Regions from separate parts of the Gossypium arboreum genome. Here region 2 is linked to region 1. A link is a contact called in public Hi-C data. All regions are on one chromosome and are shown on one strand. Each heading gives the region's core, a stretch centred on a gene start, on an enhancer-like site or on the middle of the called end of the contact. The rest is flanking DNA. Distances are from core to core; before and after follow the strand shown.

Region 1 (7,734 bases), core at 2,998-5,497:
TACAAGAAAAGGATTTGAAATTACCTAATAATTGAAGAACTAAATGTAAAGAAACTTGAAACCCTTTTTCTCTCTTTAGGTTTGATGAAGAAGAAGATGGATGAAGAATTTTTTTTTTTCGTTTGTTATTTATATTAAGATTAACACTTAATTTATTATAATTAACCTAATTAACTAACACTAATCACACTTAACTAATTTTGGTGGACAATAATTTTCCACCACCACTATTTGGTCTCAATATAGTGGTCCAGTTGCTTAATTGGTCCTCAAACTAATTAAAAAGTCATAGCAATTAACTTTTACCACTTTTATAATTTAGTTCTTATACATTAATTAACTATCCAAATGAAAATATTAGTAAGCCGAATTTTAATTGAACTTTATACTAACATCATAAATATTAAATAATAATATTTATGGACTCGATTATCAAAAATAGGGTTTCAAAACCATCATTTTTGACACCACTAAAAATGCATTGTTATAGTGACACCCATTTCCTAGTGTCGTGACATTGACCCTATTTACCCTTTTTTGACCTGATTAAGCCCCAAATGATTTCTGTTTGTAGCTGAACTTTAAAAGAAGCTTAGAAATGAATTAATTAACTTCAATTGGTTTTAGTTATGTTTAAAATAAAGTTTCAAAATTAATTTTTGTATTAAATAGAGTTATTGTTCAAATGTGACATCCTTTGCTCATGATGTACCAGTTCATCCTGGGTAAGGGTTATTACGTAATGCCAATGAGAGAATATCATTTACCCTTATAGATTTATGATTTCATTGTTGTTGAATGATGCTACATCATGCAAAAGTCATATATCTAACGTACTAGCTTTCAGTTCCTTATATATTTTAACTCAAGCTTTCAGTACATCAAAGTATACGAGTCACACATACATAGTCCATTATCCACTCAAGATTAAGTTATGCCACATTATAAACATCATAAGTGAATAAATCCATAAACGTATCTAGGATAAATTTAACTTGGGTCTTGCCCAACGCATTGTCAATCCAGATAAAGCCATCTATGTATCTATCTTCTAAGAGTCATTCGTTCTTATGCTCAAGATAAGACATCTCACTAATTGGACTTGATAGACAGTATGAGTTTTTCAATTGATTTGCTCTATTTTGATTAGGTTACGAACTATTTAGATTATCTACTAATATAAATTATATTCTTATATTATTATTCAACCACATAATATAACTTAATATTAATTAAATATTAGATAACACATGAGCCAATAGTTACTTACATTTTGCTTTGCCTACAAAAACTATTAAGGACATATACAAATGATATTAATGTATAAAGAAAATTTATTTAAACCAATTAGTTTGAAAATTACAAGTATAAATTGCTGAATATACTACTCTTAGGATACTGGATCCTAACTTTTCTACCGAGGGATTCGTTCTTACTATTTGTGACCTTATTGCTTGGTCGGATGATTGGGAGTGTAATAGAGTATACATCGCATTTAAAGATTATCAATTACTTTTTTTTTTTGTAAAACAAATTATACATTATTCTTTTGTAAGTTTGATGCTGATAAACAATAAATTGATTTGGATTCGAAAAATGATATTTTGTAAAAAAGTAAGGTATTTTAAGGAGACTATCTTAAGAATATTTATTTTCGAAACGATAAAAAAATAATATACTCAATATACAATGTCTTTACTCGAATGAAACAATTTGAATTGCACTATGGATTATTTTAAACCGCAAAGAGCTTAGAGAAACATTCAATGAAGAAAGAATATTTGTAGTAATGATTCTCACTCAAACTTGATGAACTCAAAATTAATCTCTCAATTCTAATTAATGGTAGAAATACCTATCTACCACTTTAAAAAGACATAATCTTTCCTTTTATATTACTTCCTTTCGTTTCCATTATATATATAATATGTATGTATGATTGTAGTGTATATATATTATAACACAAAACCTTAACGGTATATATTTTACTTAAAAACACTTTCTATAATATAATATATAATATATATTACCTATATATTATATAAAACAAATAGATAAAATAGGATGGCTGTGAGCTTGTTAACTTTGGTGTTATTTCATTTTAAGGTAGAAGAATACTTTTTAAGTGGTAATGTTATTTGATATTGAGATAAATAATTTTAGATTTTATTTTTATTTTTCATTTTAAATCAATTCATTATTTAAATATAATTTTAAAAAGTTTTGATTATTTATATATAAAATTAATAAACGAGTTTAATTGAGCTTGAACTAAAATATGATGTGAGCACACCCGGGGTATCCTCGAATGTAAAACAAGATTTAATCGAGCTTCCAAAAGGTCCCATGACTCGAGCTCGAACCAAGCAAATTCAAGACGCTTTATCAGCCTTAGTGTTGCGCATTTGGGATGATAACAAGGTCCATGATGTTGGAGGAGCTAAGGACAACACCTTGAAGACTTAATGCATTCTTTTGCAATCCGATCTCAGCTCCTTTCCATCTCTCCATGCGCCATTCAGCTCCAATCAGCTCACTTGAGCTTGATTTAGCTCGTTTGAGCTTGAATTTAGCTCGTTTCAGCTCATTTCTTTTACATTACAATAAACTAAGTTTAAACTTTATTCTTAATTAAGTTTGCTACAGCTCATGCCGAATTTCCTAGCTCAACTTAGCTCATTAAGTGTTTTTGACTATTTGAGCTAGCCGAATTTAATTTGATAGTTGACTTATAAATTTTGTTAGTGTCATTAAGTTGTTTAGTTATATCTTTAATTATGATTATATGAATAATTATTTTATTTAATTATTTTATTTAATTATGTAGGTTCAGCCGAATGTGGAGATTCATTCATGTCAAGGTGCATGTATGGGAATGTTCATTGAACGGGAAGATTCATGCATGGTTCGGTTCAATGTTTGGAGGACTTACATTCATGTACATGGAGGATTAATTGCATACAATGGATATTGAAGAATACATCTCCCTTAGATGGCACACATGCATGAATGAGGGACAATTAATGCAAGTGCATGTACGGCTAGGTTCAAGCTCTCTTCCAAGTTCTATGTACAGCCGAATGCATGTGGGAGGACCCTTGGGGTTTCTAAGCACCTATTCGGCCAAGGGACACCTCTTGGAAGCTTCTTGCACTCCATGGCCGAACCTAGACAACGCGTTGAGCTCCCAAAGGTGCACATTCATTCAAGTGATTAAAGCTCATACATGAAGCTGTCCAAATACATCCCCATCAGCCGAATCAAGACTAGTTATTTAATGTTTTCATTCTAGAACATTCTAGTTAATTCATGACTGAATTTGCTTAGTCTTTAAGCTAGTTAGTTTGTCCATTCGGTTACTACATGATAGCCTTTAAATAGTTTGTTGATTTCATTGTAAAAGGACTTTTGCCAATTTGTTTAATGAACATTGTTCTTGTGATGTTGCTTCCTCTCATATCTCGTACAAGTTTCGAAAGACTTATCTAGCTAGTGCTAGTGGCGTCAATCGTCCTTATTTGAACTTATCACCAATCTTGGTGTGGCCTTCACCCATCCATCTATTCATCCTTTTTCCCTTAACAATATAGGAACTGGGGTGACACTTTTTAGTGTTGAATCATTCCTGATGTTAAGTTCACTATTCCATCCCCACCTTACATTATCTCTTTCTTATTGTTTCAAAACCGAACCATCCCTTCAACATCCTTTCTTGTTTCCTTAGCCGAACCTATCACTACCCTTTGCATATCTTTTGAAAACCTTCCGCTAATTCAAACCTATTTTTTTTTCAATTCTATTTCCGTGACCGAGGCACGAACGACCCTTCTCGTCTATGATTGGGCATTACATGAATTCGACTCAATCACATCAAAATAGCTCAAATATATTTCGAGTAAAGTTTGAACCTAAAAAATAATGTTAGATCGAGCTTGAGTAAAGTATTGAGCTCAAACTTGAGCTTCCCACTATTCAAGATCAGCTCGACTTTATGCAAATGATAATACTCTTATTATATAAGAATTTGAAAATAAAAATTAAATTAAATTGGTTAGAACTCTAATTTTAAAAATTGAAAAAGATAAGAAATAAAAATGATAAGAGTATAAAGAGTAAATATGGGAAAATAAAAGGAGTGATAAGAGAAGTGGAGAGTGATATAGATAAGATTAAAATTTAGAAAGAGGTTAACAATACTTAAGAGACAGAAGTCAAAGGTAGAAGGAATATTTTATTCCTAAGTTAATTATAATTTTTGGGACTGAAACGGAATTAACCGTGAGCAAGCTGAAATGGAAATAGCTGTGAGCCAGGCCTACCTTACTTGATAATATTCTAACATTTTTAATTTCTAAAGTACCACTAGAAGGGCCGGCAGGGCGTTTCCCATCACAAAACTTGATAACACTCATAATTAATTCCTTACGAATACGATTGCAATTTTCATTTCCTTTCTTTGCCAAATCCATAAGCCAAAGCATAATAATGAGAATTTTTACCCAGCTACTCTGCTAACTGCTAGGGTTTGGACTTTGGACTTTTGGAGTTTGACTCGGCCGCATGGTCAGAATATATCTTCTTTTTCTTTTTTTTCTTTTTCCTTTTTGATTTTCCACAGCTTTGATCTATTTCTGCTTTCCGTCACTGAATTGAAAACTTTTGAATTCTTTTCTCTTCTTTCCGTTTGATGAATGATTTTCTGCTTTCTGCTTTCAGCTTTAATTTTTCATTTGATTTGACTTCTAATTTCTGATATGCTTTCTTGATTAGCAATCTTCACTAAATTCAAATAATGCTCTCTAATTATTGTTGTTGTTAAAGCTGCTTGTGCATCGAACCCATAACTCTTCACTTTCACATTCTTCTTCTGAATTCTGCATGCAAAACTTTCTAAAATTGTGTTATAATGGAAAGCCCATCCACTAGTTAGCTACTTGTGTTCCACTGCAATATGAAAAGGTGATGAATTGTCAAGTTCCCATGGCTATCTTGTGATTCACTTGCTTTTGGTCTGTTTACTCATTCCCTCTCCTTTCTTTTTCTCCTAAAAAAAATAATTTTAGGTTTCGTATTTTTGTTGGATGCAGAAACTACTAGACTTTTGACCCATCCCTTCACCTTCTTCTGATAAGGGACAACAAGGTGAGTAAATGCATTTTTTTGTATGAAAAAAAAAAAAAAGGTTGAAAATCTTTTGGAGACTTGTAGTTAGAGTCCTTTGATGGTGCTCGTGAGTTACCTACTACTTCTGCTTTATTGGTTGGACATTTAATTAGTTTTTTCTCTGTTGCTTTGCGTATTGCAGCACATATCTGATTCTTTTGCTTCATATGTCTGTGCTCATTAACTTAATGCCATTTACTTTTATGATCTATCAGATTATATTGGCTACACTATTCAAATTCCTGTCTTTCATGCTGGAAATAAGTCAGTTTATTATAGAATTTGACTAAATTTGCCTGGATTGACAGATATAGTAACACTCAAGATATGGGATGTCTGGTTTCAACTCCCAAGGATTCTGGAGGAAATAGGCGGAGGCCAGGAAATATTGGGGAAGTTTCTGTATATGTACCAGGTTTACGAATTCCCAAGTCTGTGGATTTCTTTCAATCACTCGGTGGTCACTTGTCAAAGACATTAGTGGAACGCCTTACTGCCTTGAGAACTCGTATAGTTGTTATGGCTGGCCAAGAAGCACCTACAATTACAAGAACAAGGAGGAAAACTGCTACACAGCATGGTTTGTTGCTGGCTAACCAGGTTTCCTAATAAACAGATTGTAGTAAGCATTTTTACTGAAATTTCAGTTGAAAATATGTCTTCAGGGGGTTCAACATTGGCAGATCTTCATCAGGCTCTTGAAGACTACTTGCCTGTGCTTTTGGGATTAGTTACAGATGGTGAAACATATTATTAAATTTCACTCCCTTGAAAAGGTTTATGTGCTGTATGAGGTGGAATCTAACATTATGGTTCATTGTTGTCATTCAGGGAGTCAGCTACAATATAAAGTACAGTTTATTTGGGTAAATCAGGAGGATGATGCTGAGGTCAGACTGTGGGTTTAGGCTCTTATTGTCAACATGCCTTCTATTTTCTTTTGTTGTATATTATTGGGTCGCTCTTCTCTTTGAGGAATAAGATTTGATGCAAAGCAATTTTTTTTGGCAGGAAACAGCAATGTTTAATGCTTGGTATGAGGTGTTGTCAGTATTGCATTTGATGGCGATGTTATTGTTATCACAAGCCAACTTATTGCTTCTTCCTAGGACATCTGCTGATGGTTATCAACCAAAAGTATCAGAAGGTATGTTGTTAAGAGAAAGAGAAGAAATTTCAATGCTGATTATTCTCTTGGGCTGCTATTGCTTTTGTTTTTCATTCTCCTACTCCAGACTTTTTGTTTTTCAAGTTTAAAAGGTTGATTACTGGCAAATCTGTTGACCCTTTCTTCTTAGCTTGGATTTTCAGTCTGGTTTTGCCCTTAATCATTTTTTCCATGGGCCTAATGAGAGAGGACTGCCTTTTTCTCTCAATAAACAGAAAGCAGGCGAGCTTCTATTGATATTTTCTTGAAGGGTGCGGGGTACTTGGATTGTGCTGTCAGACATGTTCTTCCCCAGTTGCCATCTGAACTTAGGTGTACAAAGATGATATACTTGCAGTCAAACTTTCTTTAATATATTCACAATCAATTCTTGCGATAATAATTTAGTAACAATACGTTGGTCTCTACTTTGGTTGTAGGAGAAATTTGCCAGTAGACCTAGCAGAAGGAGTTCTTCGAGCACTATGTTTGCAGGCATTAGGACAGGTACTAACTTAATCTCTTGATTGATGTAGGCATGAACTGTTACGTTACTTGTGAATCAAGTTTACAAATGTGGACTTTGAGGATATCACTTGGTGAATTTGTTCTTATAATGAGTATGAATACATTTTGTGAGCAAAAATCTATTCTTTCATTATTCTTATATTCCTGTAAACACTTCATTGACAGTCTGAATATTGTTGCACAAAATCTTGTCTTATTTTTATTTGAGTCATACTTTTTAGTTTTTATAATGTGTGGCCGTGTGCGTCTAAGAATCAATCGGCATAGACCTTGCATAGGCAGTTTTTTATTGTCTCATGGTTTAATGTTATTTTTGGTGTAGGGTGTTGATATCCAACTTGGAATGGCAATTGATAGTACCAAGGCTACTCTAGCTGTGAAACGAAGGCTTGCATGTGAGATGGTAAAATACTGGCAGCAGGTATGAATGCATCTTTTGTTTTTTCATTTCTTATGTTTTGACCTTGAATTCAGCTATACTTCTTGCTTTTATCAAATTTGCTTTCAATTTTCTTTGCATACTTAGGCAAATCAATAGGTTTAGGATTACCCATTCCAGTGCCAATCTAATTCATGCAATCAGTTTACCAAAAATTCACTTAATGAATCTCCAAGGATCTAGTTCTGGAGCTACACTTGAATGACTTCTTTATCCTACTTGGTATTGAGCATCTACTAGCGTTGCCAACAAATTTTCACACTAGAAGTCCTAAGTTTTTGATCCTCTCATGTGGATGAATGAATGGGTTTGGGTCCGCTTGGCCCAATCTGTATTCCAACATCATATATTGTTGTTTGTGTGTAGGCCTTGTATTATACTCTACTTCAAGTGTAGTATAAATGTGATTAAGGGTCTCCTAATAACCACATCTCACTCACAACTTTTGCCACTTAAT
Region 2 (7,734 bases), core at 2,689-5,188, 520 kb before region 1:
CTAAAGAGAACATCGTCATGGGAAAATGACTGGAAAGCAGATCAGAGAAAGGAGGAAGAAGTGAATATGAGTACAGTTGTTGAAGAAACTTCCACTCAGATATCTGATCACCATGCCAAAGTAAAGTCATCTGAAGGTGTAAAAAAGGCTAGGGCATATGGCGACATTTCAGTGAAGAAAATGGAGCATCCAGAAGACCCTGGTGCTGCAAAAGATTCCAGCCTGATCCAGAAAATAGAGAGTTTAAATGCAAAGTCTCGGGCCTCTGATGGGCATTATGAGTCTGTTTGCAGAATGGAAGAGCTGAAAAATAAATCACAAGTAGTTAATGCAAAGGCGAAGCATTTTGCAAATGAAGTTGCTACTGGGTCTCGTGCTGTATTTCATGATAGAGTGCTTGCTTCTGGAATGACTGGACCTACCTCTAATGAAGTAGGTGTTTCAGCTGGAGATAAGAGACTGGATTTACCAGCTGCTGGTGGAGCTGACATGAACAGGTTGCTTGTCGTTCTAGCTGCTTTTATTTGATAATTTGTTTGTGGTTCTTACTTAGATGCACATTTACAGGAGATCTACCCATAGTAGGCATGGTAGGACTGATCATCGAGGCAGGGGAAGATTCAATTCTGAAGATGTTGATGGATGGAGAAAGAAACTTCCATTTATGGATTCTTCAAATGTAAAGTCTGCCGCACATTTTGAAAACCCTTCTGAATCAAATGTGCAAGACTACGTATCATTAGAAGCTTCAGACAAGTCTGGATCATATCCCCAAGCAAGAGATGAGGGTGAGTTGATGCCTCCGGTGTATGATCCAAGTGATAGCGAAGCGCAGGTAATTTTCTTCATATTATATGCCTTGTTGTTTTTAACCTAAATTTAATGTACAAATATATTTGACAATTTCTTCAGCGTGCCATGATGAGGGAACTTGCTAAGCAGCGTGCCAAACAACGTCAAAAAGAGGAGGAAGAGCGGGCTAGAGACCAGAAGGCTAAGGCTCTGGCTAAACTGGAAGAGTTGAACAGGCGTACACAAACAGCTGAAGGTTTTACTCCGAAGTTGGAATTTGTCCCAGATATTGCTGTCCAGAGTAAGCAGGAAGAATCCAGAATGCTTGCTGATGAAATTCCCTCTAGCAGATCTGAAATAACATCCTCGGTTTCTAGCCCAACTGTAGTTGCAGATGTTGGTCAAAGCAGCACTGTGGAACTTGAAAAGCCAACTGTTTTGTCCAACCAACAACCTTCAGTGTCAACAAAGATTGCTCATAAGGCAACTACAGAAATTCATAACTGTTCTTTGCCCTTGCAGCAGAGAGTTAATAATGCTGATGCTTCTCTCCATAATCACCCACAAGCTAGCGATGGTAGCACTTCAAAGCAGAAGCATATGGGCTATTGGAAAAAGGATCCTAACTCATTGGATAAGAGTTCCAGTGAGAAGTATATTTCTACAGGTACAACTGAATTGCCAAATATCCGTGCAGATGCAGTAGTTGATGCAGGTCCATCTGCTGAGGCTGTTGCAAATGAAACTGACTCAATGTCCGAGTCAATTTCTACACAATATGTTGTGAATGAGTCCACAATGCACCAGAAAAAGAAAAATAGCAGGAGTGGCAAGAACAAACACAAAGTGGAGGAGGCATCATCTACGGCTCCTTTATGGTCTGGGATTTCAAAAGAAACAAATCATACAAGTTCTGTTGAGAGTTTGAAGTCAAAGTCTTTTGAATCTAAGTTGGATCCTCACTCATTTCAGTCTCTGACTGAATCAAAGGATGGAAATCAGTCTTCAGAGCAGGATGTAGCTTTTCCTAATGAAGAAGCCTATGGTCAATTGAATAACCAGTGGAAATCTCAGCATTCTCGCAGGATGCCACGAAATCCACAGGCTTATAAATCTGCAGTCCATGGTGATGCTGTTGTCTGGGCACCTGTGCGGTCACATGCCAAAGTTGAGGTTACCGAAGAGGTTAGCCATAAGTTGGCTGTTGAGAATGTTGCTTCACAGACAAATAATGATGATCAAGTGCAGAACAATCCAAGAAATAAGAGGGCTGAGATAGAGAGATACATCCCAAAGCCTGTTGCAAAAGAAATGGCTCAGCAAATAATTTCTCAGCAACCAGTAACTCATTCAGATGATCCGAATGCAGCAGATGAGATCGTGGGAAGAGCAGATTCTGGGTCCTATGGTATTGAATGTTCTCAACATTCAGAAACAGCCACCAGGACAGTGGGGAACCCTACAGAGTCAAGGAATGATGGTAGGCAGGGAAGAGGACATGGATCTTGGCGGCAACGGGCCTCAGCTGAGGCAACTTCGCAAGGCTTGCAAGATAGACATTATTCCACTCCAAGTAAAAATGCTCAGAAGTCAACTGAGCAGAAGCAACCCCAGAAACCTGATTCCAGCCTAGTGAAAGAGCAGCCCAAGTATGATGAATGGAATGCTTCTGATGGTTGGAACATGCCTGAAAATCCTGATTCTACTGTACCACCTGTACCTGTTTCAAGATATCAGGGGATGACAGGCAGAGGAAAGCGACATCCATTCAAGGGACAGAAGGGTGGGGGAAACAACTATAATTCTGATCACAAGAAAACTAATAATGGGGAAGCTGATAAACTTAACTCACGATCTTCAGCCCCTGAGATGGCTCAATTAGATTCACCTGCTGCATCAAAAGAGAATCGTGGTGGTGGGGACCGATCGGCATCTCATTGGCAACCCAAATCTTCACCCATCAATCAAAGAGGAAGCAGGCCTGATAGTGATCAAAATGTTGGTACTGAAATTAGTAGGACTAACAAAAAGGATTCTGCTCCTCAGGCTAAGGTGTCGCATCCATCTCAACCAGAAAAACAAACCAGTAAAGGTGTGACTCTGCCTCCTAAAGATCATTATGTCTCCGAAAAAGGTGTTGAAGAGGCACATAATGTTGGGCTTCATGAATCCAAGAGGGAAAGGAATGTAACTTCACATAAAGAGCGCCCACACTCCCCAAACCAAGGTCCTGGTCTTCCAGTCGAGGCGCCTCCATCGAATATGGATACTAGAAATGAGCAGCGTTCAGTCTCAGGGTTCCGCAAAAATGGAAACCAAACTAACCGATATGGCAGAGGGCATGAATCTCGTGGTGATTGGGGCTCATCTGGTCAAGAAAAGCAGCCTAACCCACCAGCAAATCGTGAGAGGCAGAGGCACAATTCACATTACGAGTACCAGCCAGTTGGACCCCAAAATAATAACAATAATAGTAGAGCAAATAATCCTGAAGGAGGAAGAGAGGGATCTCATGGCACTGGTGCAAGGTACAAGGAGAGGGGTCAGACACACTCAAGGCGTGGTGGGGGTAACTTCCATGGACGTCTAAGTGGCATTGGTGGTTATGAGTAGGGAGGAAGAAATTGAGGGTAGGTATGTTATTTTGTTTTGGCGTAAACCGCAATCTGCCATGAACAAGAATTGGTTTGATCCCCACATATTTTCAGGTATTCACGAGTAGGCAGCATTTTTGTGTTGTAAAAAAATATTAAATCTTGTCTAACTGATAATGGTATATGGATTGATCAGGGCTAGGAGAAAAAAAAGATGGTGTTCCTAGGGAAAACATGATCGGAGGTGCTCAAATGCAGTTTATCATATGTAGTTTTCAACTGTTATTTGGTTTGGTCACAGTTTGTATACTGCGGAACCTTGGCCACATTTGTTTGAGCCTTGTATTTGAGTGAAGTAGCGAAGAAGTTTTAGTCTCCCACCTTTACTGGCTTTACCTCTCTTTCTTACCCTTTTTCTTAAAAATACAGGCCCTTTGCATTTTTATTTCAACAGTTATCATTTTCCCTTGCAGGAGGATTTGATTTCTCTACAAATTTATTAAATCAATAAAGATACAATGTGCTGATGCGTATAAGAACGTGAGAATTTAAATTCTGTTCGAAAAGAACTGGTTTACCAACCAGGGTGGGTTGGTTTCCTCTACGAGTTAAACACACGAACACAATAATTGGGATTTTGGGTTTGTTGATAAATGCTTTGGACCTCGGTTCAGTAAAAAAATAAGATTTTAACTATTTATGCTACGGCAAAATAGTCTGGTTATTTCATTTCTGAACGGAAACAGGAAAAGCGGTTTTTTTAATCATAATGAGAATGGTACTCAGGTACCGGTAGTACGCGAGCAAAAGAACATGAAAACAAAACCACCAAGCAGCTCTCGTATTAGGGCGTTGGCTCTGTCAACAACATTGCCAACATGATGTCGAGCAGCTGCAGCACTATCAGCAAGACTATCTTCATTGGTTTGGTTTGAGTTTATATTTTTCTACCTTGTCCTATTTTATTGTTTAAAACTAATTATAAAACAAAAAAAATTTTATATTAATATTTATACATTTCATAGTTAAATACGAATAAAATTATTTTTGAACAATAAAACAAGTAATTTGGACGAGGTTGGGCTCAAGTTCAAGCTTGGAATTTTTGAAACCTGCCCTCTATTTAGCTCGGTCCAACTCTTCAACACCTCTAGCTGCAATTAATCTCAGTTTTTCTATTCTTGGTTTACCATAGACGGGTGCAATCAATTAAGTCGATCATTTCTGTTTGTAATAATTGATGTAATCAATCAACCTCCAACTATAACTGAACTGGCTAAACCAATATAACTAACTTAAATTTAACATTGAAGAGTTCAATTGATTAAGTTAATTAATCACTTTTATGGTTTTTTTAAAATTAATTTAATATACATTTGGATTAGGTTGGTACAACGCCCCCAAAATTCCAATATAGTGAATACTACTATTTCGGGAGTACATGGTAAAAGTATGAGGAAATTTCAAGAAGATATTAACATTACGTTTAGTTCAACGTAATAGAATAGAGCGCAATTAGTAATTCAATTATTTAGTTGAATAGAATGTTATAGAATTGTAATAATATTCTTGTGTTTGATTGAATAAAATTATGTTATAATAGCATAAGGAAAAAATGTGAAATGATTATACTACTCTTAGCGAATTTTTTTAGATAGATGATAATTGTTATTATTATTAAATTTTAATAGGATTATAATTAAATGTAATTTAATAAAATAAAATAAATAATTTAATCATATTTTAATATAATTATTATTAAATATAATTTAATAATAATGTATAATTTAATAACATTCTTAATGTAATTATTATTAAAATATGAATTAATAAAAATAAAAATACATAAGATTAAAAATTAATATATAGCCTCCTTTATTACTTTTAAACTACATATTTAATATGTTACAATATTATTAGCGAAACAAATAATTTAATTATCTTTTAAATTAAAAAGCAAAAGGTTAGAAGTAATAAATAGCTTAATAATGATATTTTACATCGAAGCATAATGTTCTTAGATTAACAAAAAATTACGTGATGTCATTAGCTTGTATTAAATTTGAAAATGTGTCGTATTATGGTCCTATTTAACATTGCTATTTGTATAATTCTTTAGATTAAAAGATGCATATCACCATAAACAAAATGCTAGGCTAATAAAAAAATTTACAATTGCATCTTCAAAGCATGCAATATGTGATTCTTAATTAAGATATTCTAAAATTTGTCTTAATTTTTTGAAGTTGAATTGTTGTTTTGCCAATACGAGGATATCAACCTTGCCAGATATAGATCAAAAGACGAAATCCATTGCCTTTCTCCGACCTTATTAGCAACATTAAAGTTGTTTGTTACATCTTTAAGTTGAACTGGCAAAACAACCTTTTGAGATTCCTATACAAGAATATATTAAATTACTGCAATTATCAAACATAATAGTACTCAATACCAATAAAACTACAGGTTTTTTAAGGACATCTTGGTCTATCATAAACCCATATTTTTATAGACTTTCAAGACATGTTTGCATAAGTAGAAAGTTTTTTTTTTTTTTGAAAGCTCATGATTAGAAAGTTTTGATCAATATTCTGTTGAAGTTGGTCTCCATGCAGCACAAGCAATCAAGGAGCAAACCATGCAACATAAGTTATGCAGATGAAGTATGAAGAAACAGATCAAGCTGCTGTAGCATTTTCGGATGAAATACATGCAACTGTTGATGATGATGCTACTGTTCTATTTCAGTTTCATTTTGTTACTCCAATCAATATTTTGTAACATGGTTGAATTTGAACTTAGTAGGTGAAGTACTTGATGTAATTTTGTTGACATTTAAGCTGATAAATCAACTTTACAAAGTGTACAAGTTAATTTAACAAGTTTCAATGTATTTTAGTGGTGTTAGGTGGACGTTTAGGTGAATTTGACTTGTAATGACCAGCTTATGTGTAGTATATGTAATGGCATTATGCCAAAGTTCATTATGAATGAAAATCTATCAGATTTCATCCATTTTTTAATCTACCATTTTCTTTGCTTTCAATTCTATTTTGTTTTTCAAGCTCAAAATCTCCTGACTGAATTTCAAGTTTTCTTCATTCTTGATCCGGATTTATTATGTTGTTGCTTAAGTTACAGACTGAGCTTCATACTTCTTTCGGATAAATTGTTCCAAAACCCCAACAATTGGTATCTAGAGCTGTAATATCAGTGGACCTGTTTCGTTCTAACTTCAAATCGATGGCTTCATTAGTCTTCTCACTAGTTGCAATACCGGTCTTCAATGGAGAGAGCTATCACATATGAGTGGTCAAATTGAAGACCTACCTATAGCCATTTGACCTATGGAAGGTGGTTAACTCAGATGTTGAACTAGTACCACTTAAAGCTAATCTAACTGTGGCTCAGATCAGGCAGCATGCTGATGAAATGACCAAAAGACATAAGGCCATGTCTTATATCCAAAATTGTGTGTCAGATGTGATTTTCATAAGGATCATGGCCTATGAGACACCAAAGCAGGCCTGAGACAGATTGAAGGAGGAGTTTCAAGGGATTGAGAGGATAAGGTAGTAATAGCTATTGAATTTGAGAAGGGATTTCGAGAACTTGAAGATGAATGAGGAAGAAACTGTCAAGCAGTATTCAGATAGGATTATGGCTATGGTAAACAACATAAGATTGCTTGGGGAACAGTTTAATGAAGCAAGGATAGTGGAGAAAGTGATCTTAACCTTACCAGAGAGGTTTGAGGCAAAAATATCTTCCCTCGAAGACTCAAGGGACCTGACCAACATCTCATTCACAGAGCTGATCAATGCTCTTTATGAACAAGAGCAAAAGAGAGCCAGCAGACTGGAGGAGCACCAAGAAGGTGCTTTCCAAGCCAAAACCAAGCCAGTCTCCAGCACCTCTGCCTACAAAGGTAAGAAGACCTAGAAAGACAAGCCTAAACTAGATGCTACAAGAAGAAAGGACTAACCTTGTAGAAATTGCAAAAGGCCTAGTCATCTAGAGGCAAATTGCTGATTTAGACCAGATGTGCAGTGCCAATACTACAAAAAGATGGGCCATGTTGAAAAGGTTTGCAAAAGTAAGGGCAGACCAAGGCAGAATCAACCACAATAGCCAAAGGCTGAAGCTAGAGTAGCAGAAGAGGGCAGTGACCATGAGGAGCAAGTTTTTACAGTATCTTGCTTAGCTGCTGAAGAGAAAGCCACAAAGGGATGGCTCATAGACAGTGGTTGCACCAACCATATGACACCTGATGCTGTCATCTTCAAGTCAATAGACAGAAGCTTTAAAACTAAGGTGAATGTAGGAAATGGCCACTTCATCAAGGCAG

Evidence for each region. Hi-C and Micro-C count contacts between places; a contact is called where the count stands out from the background.
Region 2: a contact with region 1 is called in a Hi-C map of leaf, with 5 times the contacts expected there. The contact joins the enhancer-like site here to the promoter of LOC108475991 in region 1. A contact is called at or near these places in 2 of 5 Hi-C or Micro-C datasets (both in leaf).

Annotation. Positions count from the first base shown.
Region 1 is chr3:72,082,909-72,090,642 of ASM2569848v2, reverse strand. It overlaps LOC108475991, which reads left to right and starts at 4,247. Exons shown (of 12, transcript XM_053025743.1): 1 at 4,247-4,563; 2 at 5,472-5,743; 3 at 5,829-5,903; 4 at 5,995-6,053; 5 at 6,175-6,310; 6 at 6,547-6,643; 7 at 6,751-6,817; 8 at 7,161-7,259. The coding sequence starts at 5,491.
Region 2 is chr3:72,606,140-72,613,873 of ASM2569848v2, reverse strand. It overlaps LOC108466102 (protein MODIFIER OF SNC1 1), which reads left to right. Exons shown (of 11, transcript XR_001868605.2): 8 at 1-497; 9 at 568-835; 10 at 913-3,500; 11 at 3,583-3,925. Among protein-coding and RNA genes, the nearest start is that of LOC108466102, 11 kb to the left of the region's middle. Within about 2 kb of position 3,938, at least 2 of the 2 cell types and tissues checked have an H3K27ac peak or open chromatin away from gene starts, as enhancers often do. A contact at or near this core is called in leaf, where this site is marked.